Linked DNA regions of Danio rerio: region 1 is linked to region 2. A link is a contact called in public Micro-C data. All regions are on one chromosome and are shown on one strand. Each heading gives the region's core, a stretch centred on a gene start, on an enhancer-like site or on the middle of the called end of the contact. The rest is flanking DNA. Distances are from core to core; before and after follow the strand shown. Region 1 overlaps trioa (trio Rho guanine nucleotide exchange factor a). Region 2 overlaps trioa (trio Rho guanine nucleotide exchange factor a).

The links. Hi-C and Micro-C count contacts between places; a contact is called where the count stands out from the background.
Region 1: a contact with region 2 is called in a Micro-C map of caudal fin, with 2.8 times the contacts expected there. The contact joins two enhancer-like sites. A contact is called at or near these places in 3 of 18 Hi-C or Micro-C datasets (caudal fin, hematopoietic stem cells and an unstated tissue).

The regions. Positions count from the first base shown.
Region 1 is chr19:44,770,676-44,773,375 of GRCz12tu, reverse strand. The region is part of intron 1 of trioa (trio Rho guanine nucleotide exchange factor a); the gene reads left to right. Among named protein-coding and RNA genes, the nearest start is that of trioa, 18 kb to the left of the region's middle. Within about 2 kb of position 1,420, at least 13 of the 62 cell types and tissues checked have an H3K27ac peak or open chromatin away from gene starts, as enhancers often do.
Region 2 is chr19:44,698,642-44,701,341 of GRCz12tu, reverse strand. It overlaps trioa (trio Rho guanine nucleotide exchange factor a), which reads left to right. Exons shown (of 57, transcript NM_001104526.1): 18 at 716-865; 19 at 939-1,053; 20 at 2,642-2,700. Among named protein-coding and RNA genes, the nearest start is that of trioa, 90 kb to the left of the region's middle. Within about 2 kb of position 1,376, at least 3 of the 62 cell types and tissues checked have an H3K27ac peak or open chromatin away from gene starts, as enhancers often do.

The DNA of each region.
Region 1 (2,700 bases), core at 171-2,670, 72 kb before region 2:
AGCTAAAACAAGTCACGTGTGAGTAAACTCTCTTCACATTGGTCAAAGTTTCACGGTTTATTTTGCAGAGGTGGTGGTTTGGTGGTGTTTGACAGGGTGTTCGCGACGTGTCTGAAGAGCGAGGAGGGATGCGGTGGGGAGGGGTGAGAAGGCTGTGCGATGTATTTGAGGACCGGGAGGGAGACTTGGGATGTCTGTTGAATGACCTCCCGCCCTACTCATAATTCTCTCTTCATATAGCCGCATGCCTTTTACATATCCATAAAACACTGTGATATAACAGGGCTCAAATCGTATTGCTTTCTTACTACAATCGATCCAGAGTTCGTTTCACTCCGAGCCGAGACCACCTCATATAAGAAATCTCGGAGCAATTATTTTGATCCGAGCGCCATTGCTGGATTCAAATATGCCAAACGAACCGCGCTAACTGGGCAAACAAGACAGGTTCCTAAACAAAAGGCTAGGTGTGAAAGCACCTAAGACAAATTCAGAAATTCAGATTTAACAACAATTATGACCTTAAATATTTATAAATAATAAAATCTAATAGAATGTTTTAAAGATAAAAGTTATAATAATATCTATAATAATATGTGGTTATTAATAGCCTAGTGGTTGAAGCGCTGACATATGGTGCAGAGGCACTTCAGGGCGTCCCGAGTTCGAATCCCGGCTTGAGGACATTTCCCAAAACCCATTTGATTCATCTATAAAAGAGTTGACTCAGAGTGGTTCAAATGAATCGTGAGTAACAAATATTTAGCCGTGTTGACGTGATGTCGATACAAAACTCAAGCCCCACCCATTTACTGGGTCATCGAACCAATCAGCAGGTTAGCATCACGCTAAGGAGGGGTTTGGGAACAAATAAATGGCTGAGCGGATTATATGGGAGTCGTTTTCGATAATTTGGTAAAATAAATGCAGATTATAAGACAAGAAAAGTGTTTTTGACCTTCCATGCATATCAGACTGTTGTTGGAGACCCACAAAACATGACCTTTTAAATAGGGGCTCTTTAAACCAAGCTTTAAAAAAAACATGGTTTACTGCAAATGTTTCTTGAATGAGGATGTCACCTTTCACTTTAATTTATGAAAAAGAGCAGCATGGACATTCTGATATAAATAACTTCCTCCCCAGAGGAAAGGTTTAGAAAGACAGAAGTGTGAATAATTGATGACAGTGTGTATTTTTAATGACCCGCTCCTTCAAAATGCTGTAAATATTCTTTGGAAGGTTTCATGCTTTCATCAGGGCACGTGATCTGATGTGCACAGTAGCAGCAGTGGAAAAACAAACCTTCCAGTGGGATGTATGAAGGGGGAAAAAAGAGACGGGGAGGGAATGAGCAGAATGACCGAGAGAAAGGTGTTCATTTGTACAGCGAGCGGCGCTGAGACTCCACAGGGAAAGATTGCAGGAAACTGCTGAAATGACATCATCTCTCCATCTCTCAGCTGTGTGTGGGAGAGATCGGCCATATTTCATGCTCCATTAGCAGCTCTGGGATAGAGTGATGGTAGGAGTGGAATTAAAGACAGCATGTCTCAACTGAACCATCCATGCCCATGTGATGCTTGATGCTTTACTAGCGAGTCTTTGAGCATTTGTCCTGCTCTGGAAATTATATTCTTACACTTGAGGATTTCTTTCAGAATTATGTAGGCGAGCTTCACTAATGCCCTCCGATTCTTTTTACAATTTACATTTTTAGATTAGTATCATTTTAATATCTATAGTAAAAACTAGAGGTGTGATCCACTGGTCTCATGGTTCAGTTTGGTTATGATTATCATGCCATCTATTCGGTTCAATTCGATATCACGGTGCATTGACGATTCTTTCCATACACAGTTTTATTTTATATTTGAGGGGTTTCAATTTATATTTCACAAACACACACACACACACACACACACACACACACACACACACACACACACACACACACACACACACACACACACACACACACACACACACATAGACAGCACCAAACAAGCGAGACACAGCATCATTCTCTCATTCACACACATAAACACACACACACACACACACACACTTGCTTGCTTGCTTGCTCGGGAGCAATATTGTTAGATTGCCCGCTCCTGTTCAAATTACACCAGAGTTACCGACCGCTCCCACGCTTTATTCGAAAGTTTATTCCCGCGCCGCAAGAAATCTGGTCGGGCCCTGTGGCTCTCACTTTACAGCCGCAGGAATGCGGAGAGGAGTGGAAAAGTCACGCCAGCAGGTCAAATGGGCCACAGTGAGAGAGAGAAAGAATGAGAGAGAGTGAAATAGAGTTTACTTTCAATCACAGTGAAACAATTATGTTCAGAAATAAGTTGAAATGAAAGAGAAATAAATAAAATAGAATAAAAATATAAAACAATCTGTGCTTTAAGCTGCTTAAAGTCCTTCAGTCAAGAGCAGTGAGGGATTTTCTCCTTTTGTTTTTTGATGAATGATAAAACAGGCGGCAGCAGGGTTATTCCGCACTGTCACTTTAATGGTTTCTATTCTCACTTTTGATTCTCAACTCATTTGTTTATTACACAAATGAGGGTTAATATGAATAATCACTAAACACCGCGTTTTAACACCTATTTGACCATTAAAGCGCTCTCGTTAAGATGACTTCAGATGTGTGCGCTCTGCTTGTTTCAGTTTGTGAATGAGGCCGAATATTGA
Region 2 (2,700 bases), core at 127-2,626:
TTGTAATAATGATAATGAAAAGATAACAGGACAAGTCAGAACAGTAATAATAATAATGATAACAAAAAATAAAAGTAATACCATTTATGACAAAGATGTCGAGGAAAGGGGAGGATGGGAAATCAGGGAGAGGACAAGTAATAATAATAATAATAATAATAATAATAATAATAATAATAACAATAATAATAATAATAAATAATAATAATAGTAGTAAGTAGTAAGTAGAAGGGGAAAGAGAGGAAAAGAGAAAATAAACTAATAATAATAAACAAAAATTAATAAAATAATTAATTAATAAATAATTAATAATTAAACTGCCTATTATATTTATATACACTAGGGGTGTCCAAACTTGGTCCTGGAGGGACGGTGTCCTGCATAGTTTAGTTCCAACTTCCTTCAACACACCTCCTTGGAAGTTTCTTGTATACCTAGAAAGAGCTTGATTAGCTTGTTCAGGTGTGTTTAATTAGGGTTGGAACTAAAATATGCAGGACACCGACCCTCCAGGACCAAGTTTGAACACCCCTCATATACACAGTGTATACTTTTGCCAGAGTTAAATTTTCATAGAAGCAGTTTACTTTTGATCTCCTGATTCAATCTCCAAACAGAGTGTTTTGGTCACTAACTCATTCTTCTATTGGGCTTTAAGTATGTTAGAATCTTGAAACGGGTCTCTTGAAAGCTGACGTGTGTGTGTGTGCTGTAGGTTTGCAGTGTTCTGGAGAGTCTGGAGCAGGAGTACAAGCGTGAGGAGGACTGGTGCGGAGGAGCTGACAAACTGGGACCCAACTGTGAATCGGACCACGTCACACCCATGATCAGCAAACACCTGGAGCAGAAAGAGGCTTTCCTCAAGGTAACCCATCCAAAGCCAGAACACACACCGTCTGTTGTGACCGTGTGGGCTAATATGTCCGTCTCTGTTTCAGGCCTGCACGTTGGCCAGGCGTAATGCAGACGTCTTCCTCAAATACATGCACAGGAACAGCGTCAGCATGCCCGGGATGTTGAGTCACGTCAAAGCTCCAGAGCAGCAGGTCAAAAGTGAGTCACGGACCACAACTCTACATCTCAAGAGACACCTGACTATATATATATATAAATATACATATAAATTGGGGATAAAAAATATACAGCAGGGCTAATAATTCTGACTTCAACTCTATAATAAACACAGAGCTCCTTGAATGTCCAAGTAGTATTTAACGTCCTGTTCCTCATCTCAAAGCACAAGTCTGCATCTGCTGCCGCTTCGCATGTTCTGCTCTTATTTACCAGTCCTCTCCTCTGCTGAGAACACAGTCTGTCGTCCCCCGTGGGGCTTTCATGATGGTTCGCTCTAAAATGGCTTTGTTGCTCCATCTAGTGGCTGATCTGTGCTCTGCGTCCTCATGACTTTCAGCTCTGGCCCACTTTTGCCTGCTTTAGCCCAGTTTAGGATGTGTGCGCATTGTGGATGGGGCTCTGTTCTGTTCAGCTTGTGCCGACAATGACTCAGATATGGAAAGTGTAAATGGGTCAGGCCTCGAAAATGGCTGATAGTAGTTCTCCATTGGGATGCTATACCTTCATGCTACACACACACACACACACACACACAGATGTATGTTACATCTATGGAGGTTTTATTTAATAATCATTATAATAATGGTGATGATTGGGTTTTTGTACCATTAAAGTAATAATTAATAAATGTATAGCTTTGTAGTAATTTTTATTTTATATTTAAATAATGTTTAAAATGTCATGATCTTGTAAGATATAATTTTTTTTATTCAATTTATTATTATTATTATTATTAATGTTATTATTATCTGCCATAAAAGTATGTATAATTTATTATAAAATATTTTGTTTTCATTATTTTATTATATATATATATATATATATATATATATATATATATATATATATATATATATATATATATATATATATATATATTTATTTATATATATATATATATATATATATATATATGTATAATTATAATTATTTATAATTAAATAAAATTTAATTAATTATTTATTAATTATAAAATTTATAATTTTATTTATCTGAATAAATGAATAATTAATTAATTAAAATGAATAATTTTATTATATATTAGCATTTTTATCAGGGATTATTGTTTATTTTTATTTATTAAAAGAGATGACTAAGTAATTCGTTTCTTACATCACTGCAGATCAGGCAAAAGTCAGCAGTTAATAGTCTAAATAGTATTTAAGTCAGTATTTAATATATCTTGCCTTCAGAGCCATTAAAACTTGATAGATAGATAGATAGATAGATAGATAGATAGATAGATAGATAGATAGATAGATAGATAGATAGATAGATAGATAGATAGATAGATAGATAGATAGATAGATAGATAGATAGACGGATGGATGGATGGATGGATGGATGGATGGATGGATGGATGGATAGATAGATAGATAGATAGATAGATAGATACAGAGACATCTGATTAATTCATTAACAATCTGCATTTTTTAAGTTTTTTACTTATGTATTTTTAATAATACACAATAATTAAGATATTAATAATAAGGTATTTTCGTATGTTTGTCTAGAGTAGATCTCTGCTGACCATGGCTAAGGTTCATATCATATGTGATGTTTGTAGATATCCTGAATGAGCTGCTGCAGAGGGAGAACCGCGTGCTGCACTTCTGGACTATGAGA